3 separate regions of the Mus musculus genome follow, and regions 1 and 3 are each linked to region 2. A link is a contact called in public HiChIP or PLAC-seq data. All regions are on one chromosome and are shown on one strand. The core of a region is the stretch at or near the end of the contact, and the rest is flanking DNA. Distances in the headings are between cores, read along the strand shown. Region 1 overlaps Msi2 (musashi RNA-binding protein 2). Region 2 holds the start of Ccdc182 (coiled-coil domain containing 182). Region 3 overlaps Msi2 (musashi RNA-binding protein 2).

Evidence for each region. HiChIP or PLAC-seq counts read pairs in DNA pulled down with a chosen protein or histone mark.
Region 1: a contact with region 2 is called in an H3K27ac HiChIP or PLAC-seq map of stem cell-derived neural progenitor cells, with 5 times the contacts expected there. The contact joins the enhancer-like site here to the promoter of Ccdc182 in region 2. A contact is called at or near these places in 7 of 39 promoter capture datasets (the 3T3-L1 cell line, epiblast stem cells, hippocampal neurons and 4 more), 2 of 484 Hi-C or Micro-C datasets (cerebellar granule neurons and nephron progenitors), 9 of 115 datasets of contacts at active chromatin or transcription factors (astrocytes, cardiomyocytes, differentiating embryonic stem cells and 6 more) and 1 of 9 other capture datasets (adipose tissue).
Region 3: a contact with region 2 is called in an H3K4me3 HiChIP or PLAC-seq map of stem cell-derived neural progenitor cells, with 12 read pairs. The contact joins the enhancer-like site here to the promoter of Ccdc182 in region 2. A contact is called at or near these places in 15 of 39 promoter capture datasets (3T3-L1-derived adipocytes, the C10 cell line, the HPC-7 cell line and 9 more), 3 of 484 Hi-C or Micro-C datasets (the HL-1 cell line, the Patski cell line and embryonic stem cells), 27 of 115 datasets of contacts at active chromatin or transcription factors (the 230-238 cell line, the NIH/3T3 cell line, the SCID.adh cell line and 19 more) and 1 of 9 other capture datasets (macrophages).

Annotation. Positions count from the first base shown.
Region 1 is chr11:88,584,006-88,586,705 of GRCm38.p6, reverse strand. The region is part of intron 6 of Msi2 (musashi RNA-binding protein 2); the gene reads left to right. Among named protein-coding and RNA genes, the nearest start is that of 0610039H22Rik, 34 kb to the left of the region's middle. Within about 2 kb of position 1,420, at least 105 of the 459 cell types and tissues checked have an H3K27ac peak or open chromatin away from gene starts, as enhancers often do. A contact at or near this core is called in astrocytes, differentiating embryonic stem cells, embryonic forebrain and 3 more, where this site is marked.
Region 2 is chr11:88,292,643-88,295,342 of GRCm38.p6, reverse strand. Ccdc182 (coiled-coil domain containing 182) reads right to left here and starts at 1,300. Exons shown (of 1, transcript NM_028859.1): 1 at 82-1,300. The coding sequence starts at 1,247. The coding sequence ends at 789.
Region 3 is chr11:88,701,273-88,703,972 of GRCm38.p6, reverse strand. The region is part of intron 5 of Msi2 (musashi RNA-binding protein 2); the gene reads left to right. Among named protein-coding and RNA genes, the nearest start is that of Msi2, 16 kb to the left of the region's middle. Within about 2 kb of position 1,417, at least 47 of the 459 cell types and tissues checked have an H3K27ac peak or open chromatin away from gene starts, as enhancers often do. A contact at or near this core is called in embryonic basal ganglia, embryonic forebrain, neural stem cells and 1 more, where this site is marked.

The sequences.
Region 1 (2,700 bases), core at 171-2,670, 290 kb before region 2:
AACAAACAAAGAGCCAGATTTGGCCTGTGTGTCTCATTGACCCCTGAACGGAATTATTTCCAAGGCTGGTCTTTAAGTGGAAAAAGTCCTGTAGAGAGTGTTTAAATAGAAGTAGATAGAATATAACCCGAGGTATTTATAGACTAACCAAACAATACATTGCTCACAGTAGCAAGCGTGGTATATAGTAAGCAAAACAGTTGTCACCACATTACAGTTTATTTCTGGGACTCGTGATGCAGGGATAGTGCGTCTTGATTGGAGACTGCATTCTTTATTTGGAAAAGGGCACTATTTATAAGCTAGAATTGTCGTCCTATGAGTAAGGCCCAGAAAAACTGAATAAGTTACTTTCAGTCTTCCTGTCCCAGGCGGGGTCTGAATGATCCAAACTCATGACGTTCAAACCTTCATCTTAAGATGGTTTTACGGTGTGTTGATGTTTCTGATTTACAGTTACATGTGTTTGGTGCTGAGCTCTTAAATACATTTTAAAATGTGCTTTCAAAGATGTCAAGTTAGACACATGGCATCTCCAGGATGGATGTGGATGGTGGGAAAGAAGTTGTCCAAGCTCACACAGCCAGGCTGGGTAGAGCCAGGATAGGCCCTTGTGGCACGAGCTAGGCTCTCTGTGCTCTTGATAAAACCCTGTCTGCTCCTTGGGCAGTCAGCAGACTCTCATGCACAGGGAACAGGGCTTATTCATTTGTCAAAACCCACTCATCTCCAGTAATTTATTTAACTGCCTTGGTTTTTTGGTGGACATTATCTGTGTTTGTGATTTCATACATAACAGCAATGATGTATATAGACCATTCCAAAAGCTGGCAGATGACTGATGCTCTGATATGCTGGAGCAGAACGACTCCAAAGAGCCTATCTCTTAACAAAGTGCCCTGGGCTGCAGAAGCCCTCCTCCTCCTCCTCCTTCTCCTCCTCCTCCTCCTCCTCCTCTTCTTCCTCCTCTCCCACTCCCCTTTGGGCCCCTTCTTCAAGTTTCATTCTCATACTTACATTCATGATAGAAATTTGATCAAAGAGGACTGGAAGCAGAGTTGACCCCTCTGCCTTGTGCTGGATGGAGAAGAAAGTTTCCCACTTCTCAGCTGCTCCCGGGGCGAGGCGCCAGGGCAGCTCCAGTGGCCAGCTCTGCTCCCCTCGGCTCCCTAGGTGATGCTGACTTCACAGTACTCCAGTGAGAGCCATGGAGGCTTCCAATTATACTTCACATGGCGAGCTGTGTAATTAGTTTGGAAGACTTATGCTTAGTCATTGGTTTATCCTAATCGGCTTTGGCTTTTCCCAACAACAAAGTGAGCTCATTTTGCTGAGCTGAACCGACTCTGCACCCTTTGTCTTGGTGTCCATTGTCTCTCTCCTTTCATTCTGTCTTACTGCCAGCGTTCTGTTTCATTAGGCCGGCAAGTCATTTCCAATCCAGTGGGCTGCTACAATCCAGCCTTTTATCACCCGCTGCCCTGGTTCCCATGTCCCCTCTGGGCCTGGGCCTGAGTCTGTGGCTTGATATGAGGGCCTTAACCCCTTCGTGGGCTAGCTGGTGGTGGTGATGGTGAGGGGCAAAGACAGCAAGGAAGGATAGGGTCTGGGAAGTTATAACTTCCTGGCTTCCAGGGAAGGGAGCTCTCTGGGAAGATCGTGGGTGGGTGGAGTGCTCTTAGCACCTTCTGTAGGAGCTGGGCTGTGTGAGGGGCTGAGAAAGTTAGCTAAGGCTCCAAAGAGTGATTGGTGTTTGAAAACTTCATAGGAAAAACAGTTGGAAACCAGAATGAACTGGCTTTTTCACATAGGAATCCCTCCTTTAGTCCACTGATGTGGGGGCTCTGGGAGTGCATATTTTGAGAGTGAAAACCTGGTGCCTGCTTTTTAGCCCCAGGCTGTAGTAGGTATATGGAGGTGTGGCTGTGGCCTCTGTTTGGATTCCTTTTGATTCAGAAAGTGTGAGGAAAGTCTTACCTAGAAGGAAAAACAAAACAAAACAAAACCCCTGGCATAAAGCCTTTGAAATTGGAAAAGCAAGGGATTTGTGAGAAATAAAGAGGCAAGTTACCATATTCCTGAAAGTGGACTGTGATCCTGGGATAGATTTTTTTTTTTTTATCACTTCCAAATGTGTGGCACAGATAAACAGCTCTGTACAGTGTGTGATTCTCTCAGAAGTAGCCTGGAAAACAAAAATCTGTGTGTGTCCTTTGTGGCTGTCTCTGCTCCCACGGGGCCTTCATCCTCTGAAGTGGTTTGCGCAGGTGGGCTGGCAGGAGGGAAGGGGGCCTCCTTGCTCATCTGCTTGGCATCTTCCAGAGCCCGGAGTGTTCCTTAGACTTGTAAGTGGGGCCAGGAAGACTCATTCCCTCAGTTCATGATCCTGAGATAGCCAGATGCAAAGCCAACCTTGTCCCCACGTCATTCCTGTCCTCTGTCTGGTTTGTGTTAATCCCTCCTTTCAGAAGCATATCTTATGGAGAAGAGGACAGGGGACAGGGGACAGCAAAGTGCTGCCTCATTTCCCACATTCCCCGTTTAGGCCCAGGTGGCAGACAGCATCACCACCAGTTAACAAGATCGCTATGCTGGCTGTAAATCCTCCCTGTGCTTGTGTCTTGTGTCTTCCTGCTCGCGTCAGCCTCCCAACCTTGTTTCTGCTCTGGCCAGTGGAGTTAGAAATAGATTCAGCTCCCT
Region 2 (2,700 bases), core at 51-2,550:
GTAATGGGGGGGGGGGAGAGCATTGTTTGATACATGGCCAGACACCCTAGCAACTACTGTTCAGAGAGTCAAATAAAGGTGTCAGTTTCACTGTTTTATTGTGCGAACTTATAGATGTCACCTTGAGTGCAGTGGCGAGCCGAGAGTTCCACCATCAGAAACCTAACAAGGTTCACCCCACGGAGCAGCCTGTCTTCGGGGTAAATGGAGAGGAAGCAGAGTTGAACCAAAGCAGTAAGGAAAAGAGAGGACCAATAGTCCAACTATGCAAGCAGACTGAAACGGCGAGGTCAGGAATTACACAAAGCCGGCCGTCTGAGTCCAGTTCAGGATGCGGGCAAGCCCTCTCTCTCACTAAGCCCCCAACCTGTCTCGGTATAGAACACACACTGACAGGTCTCAGGAAACCAATTGTGAAGTGATAAATCACGAAAGCCTGGAGTCATTAAAAGAAAGGTTAAATCTGTTCAACACAACCAGTTTAAGAATACTCAAGAAAAATGCCCCTACATCCAAGCAACCGTACCATTACAAACGGGAAACAGTTCGAGGGGATGGTTACAGGTCTGACATAGTGTCTGGGGCCTCCTTCCTTGACGAGGCTGGATAAACGGAACTTCACCCGAAAACCATATTGAGGTCTTTTTTGCCTCTCTGCATGGTGTTATTTTGGTAGCAGGAAAGCAATAAAAATGGGGCAAGGGGAATAAATGGGGACTTAGCGTTTGTCCTTCCATTAAAAAACAATCTTGCCCGCCAGCTCGGGCGCACACTCGGGCGCGGGCCGCTCAGTCCGCCTGGCTCTTCCTGATGGCTCGCAGCGGGTTGTGGCTCCTGACCAACATGTTCTCCAACCGCTGGCAGTGTTCACGAAGCTGCTTCTCCCGGGGCAGGAGGAAGGTGAGGACCTTGTTGCGGACGATGCCTCGGTCCTCCTCCTCCCTCAGCCGCTGCTTCACTCGCGCCGCCTGCTCCTCCTGCTGTGCCAGGACGCCACTCATCTGGCAGAAGGCGTCCTCCAAGTAACGGATGGCCTTCAGTGCCTCCTCCTTGAAGTCCTCCAACTCCCTTTGTACCCCGGCCACCTTCTGCTGTAGGATCTCCAAGTCGGCCGGCAGAGGGAGGTAGGAGGGCCATGACTGAGACAGGGAAAGGTCCCCAGACTGGAGCCCGCTTTCCACCATCTTCTTGCCCTGTAAGGTATTCACCTTCATAAGAATGGACCCTGCCTGAAAGAGGGCTTCCATTATCTCCTTCTGCAGAGAGGAAGCCAAGAAACTGAGTCAGAGATTTGGGAGCTAGAAACACTATCACTTGAAGTCGTTGGACCCATCTCATTGTGACATCACGACCCTTCAGCCAATCAGAAAGAAAACCCCCAGTTCACTATTTTGCATATTGTTGGTAACCTACAGATTTACTGCGCTTCCCAAGTCTCCTGAAATGAGGCTTTTCATTAATCGGTCACCCAGTCAGAACTGGCGTTCAAGCGTTCCTTTAACCCCGAGGGCAAATCTGAGGGAGTGGAGAAAACTGGCTAAGTCAAGGCAAGCCAGGTCAGGTTCACAGGCTGCCAAGACCGAGCAGTCTCCTACCCCATAAGGAGCACAGCTGATTTCACGGCCTGGTGTCTGGGCTTCCTCGGGCTCACCAATAGGACAAAGGCATTCTTAGAAATGATGGTGCAAGATGCTAGAGGAGTAATCCCATCCCATATCCATATTCCCGCAATGGCCAGATGATGCCAGAATGCATAGGTGATCGACTTACTGTGATAAATGTGTGTGCTCTTAAAGGGTGGTTCACAGAAATGCCCGAGGGATAAAAGTGAGCCGTTCATATTCATTCAGTTAAAACTTCCCGGGTGCTTGCCGGATTCTGGAGCTAGGGAATGAGTGTAAGTAATGTTTCCCAACGTTCCTGGATGGTGGCAGATAGGAGTCTGTGGATACGGGTAAATCGTGTGGTTTTGCCTGGTTACTCTAACAGAGGCAAATGTTCCTAGCCACATGTGGCTCAGTCCAAAACTCTGCCTTTGTATATTGCAGTCTCTTGCCCAGACCTCCCACTGGGACTCCAAACATAAACGCCCCCCCCAACAACCGACCTTGAAGCCAATCCATCTAGAGCTAGATAAATTACCTCTTCAAACTGGTTCCTGCTCTCCTATCCTACCAATGACCCTTCCTGGGACAGCAGCCACAGCAGCATCTAGTGCCAAGTTTTAAATGTCTGTCTCCTTCCCACCTCATGTTGAAACTGACATCCTATCAGCGTTGAGAAGTGAGGGGCTTTTGAAGGCAGAGCATATCAGATGGATGGTGTCATCTCTAGAATGGGGTTCATTACCGTAATCATCTCTGCTTGACCCCTTTTCTGTTTCTCTTGCCACCTTTGCCTTTCTTCCACATGGGAAGGCATAGCATGAGAGTCCTCACCAGACACCAGCTCCCTGATTTTAGACTTGCCAGCTTCTGGGATTACAGAATTACAGGGAAACAAATGTTTTTGTTGTTTTGTAGATCTCTCAGCCTCTGATATTTTATTTTGTCACTGTGGAACAGCACAGAGTAAGCTCCCGGGGGTTAAACTAGACTCTGCCACTTCCAAGTGACCTCGAAGGCTGTTGTTAGGTCTCTTATCTCTGAGCAGCCTATCACCCACCTTCCCGCACTGGAGTCCAGGCTTCACCACTTAGAA
Region 3 (2,700 bases), core at 168-2,667, 410 kb before region 2:
AGTCTGTCCAGGAAGGTCCAGGATATTTTCCACAGGCTGTTTGTGTCTGAGAACCTGTTAGCTTAGCATAGTGAAATGACGCTTCACTTAATGGTTTTGTGTCTTTTTTTTTTCCTTCTGGGAAATGGGGCCATCTATATAGTAGCTCATTCTAGACTTTTTAAAGGGGATGGAATGAGGCAATGCCTCTGGGTGAGTGCACACAGTGGGTACAAATGGAAGCATTGGTTTACCTGTTCCTGTCCCCAGAAATGGCACTGTCCACACCAGAAGAGGACTGTACCCAGCAACCTGCAGATAGCTTGGCATGGTTATTCTGCATGTAGATGATGGATGGTCCAGCACACTGTGATGGGAAACTTGATGGCAATGGCTTGGCTGGCTCATGGGGTCTTGGCTTTCGGGGGCAAGATAGCATGCACCCTTTATCTTGGCCATGCTCAGCGGGCGTGAGGAATTCATTTCCTTCTCTGTGTTGGATGCCTGTGGGTTTTTTTTTCTCTCCCTGCCTTTGAGAGTAAAGTCCTGGGCTGTAGCTAGGGAAGAGCTGAGACCCCACTGGGAGAGGTCTCCTCTAGAGCCTTCTCTCTCCCGGGGCTGGTCTTTATCTGCCTGGGGGTAGTTTCACCAATGACTGATCTGAAAGCACCACATTCATTTATCTGTCACTGGCTGTGACAGGCAAGTTAATGCTAATGGATTCTTTTTTTAGCCTGTTGTCTGGGATGTTTCTCCCAAATGTCCTGAAATCTATGGCATTAGGGGAATGTGTAACTTTTATGGTAGGGGAGGATTTAAAAGATAAATAGGGTTTTGTGTGCAAGGGGCTAGCATTTAGGTTAGGGGCAAGAGCGGCCAGCTGAGGGATGTGGGGCGAGCACAGAGTCGTCTTTTTAAGAAATCCATTCAGAACTCCAAATTGCTGTTTCTGTTTCAATTATGTGACAATTTCAAGGGTTTAGAAAAATCTAATAAAATGGTCTTGACGATGAATTCTGGGGAGAGTGCTTTAGAAGGTTCTGGAGAATAAATTCATTGGGGGTCAAGAGACTGTCGTTCCCGCCACCCTCCAAGCCTGCTTCATCTGGGTTTTTACATTTTTATTGTTTTGAAGGGCAGGAAAACGGTGTAGGAATGCATTCAGGGCTTCACCCATAGCCTCCACAGAAATGAATTATTCTCTTTGGGCAATTGCAGACACACGGACACTGCGCTCTTTCTTTTCTTTTTCTTTTCTTTTCTTTTTTTTTTTTTTTATCCTAAGATGACATCCCGTAAACGACTTTCAGAGCATGATTTGTGTGTGCGGTGATGTTGAATAAAGCACCAAAGAGAAGCCACTGGAGGAGGGGGGCTGAGCGTGTGGGAGCTCTGGAAGAGGTTTCCCTCCCTCTCTCCAATCAAAAGCTTTTGATAGTTTCCCAGAGACCAGAAGTTTACAATGGAAGTGGGCTTCTGGGCTGCCTACTGGAACTGAGTGCAGAAAGACACAGTGTAGCAAAATGGGATGCTGAGTGACATTAATGAGGTGACCACTCTGGCGGGAAGGAGACAAGGGAACAGCCAAGTCGCAGTTCCCATGATTTGTTTCCAGCTGAACGTGTTGTGCACTTTTTGTGTGTTTGCTTGTGTGTGGGTCTCTCTCTGTGTGCTTTTTTTTTTTTTTTTTTTTTTTTTTTGCTTCCTTGTTCAGTGTGGGTTTGAATGCCTGTGGTGTGTCGCGGTGGCCTGCACCCAGACTGGCCCCTGTTTCCAGTTGCTGCACAGCCAATTTGAAACTAAGAAAAAAAATGTGTGAGAGAGAATGTGTGAGAGAGTGTGTGTGTGTGTGTGTGTGTGTGTGTATGAGTGTGTGTAAAAGAATGTGTGTATTTGTGTATATCTGTGTGTACTCACATACCCTGGCATGCATGTGGAGGTTAAAGGGCAGCTTGTCAGAGTTATTTCTCTCTTTCCACCATGTGAGTATTTGTGATTAAACTCAGATGAGCAGACTTGGCTGTGGACACCCCCCCCCCACACACACACACACAACAATCCCATCTCTTCAGCCTAGAAGTCAGATTTTAAGGTAGGTGGAGTTTTGTTCTACTCTGGTCACCTGCTGGAGCCAGGATGGGTGACATGCGAGGTCACTGTCACAGAGCTGTGCACTGTTAGTACACTGGAAGGGAGACTGTGAAAACCCCATTTGTGCTTTATCCTTGAAGTTGGTTCAAACTGGGGGAAGGGGGAGAAGAAAACCTGTAAGCCGTGGTGGTCCATCCCTTTAACCCCAGCACTCAGGAGACAGAGGCAGGCAGATCTCTGTGAGTTCCAGGCCAGCTTGGCCTATACAGCAAGTTCTGTGAGTTTGTTTATTTATTTATTTTAAAATTCCAGAAAGGTCCTACCCTGATAACGCTTCCCATTGGTGACATGAATGCAACACAATTGCAACACATGCTTCATACATAATTTAGTGTCTTGGAGAGTTCTACATTCTCATGTCTAGTCTTGGGGGAGAATGTCTCACTCTTTGAGGACAACAGCCTTGCAGGTAGCTCACCTGGAGAGTCTTCAGGGAGGCTGATTTTGTGGCCAGGCCCTTAAGTGTCCCCTGGCTTTGTTGTCAGCCTGTGTCAGAAGGAAGCAGGTACCTTCATCTCCTTCACAGTGACACTGGGGTAGTGCTATTCAGAGTGACGGGCAAGTGTGGGC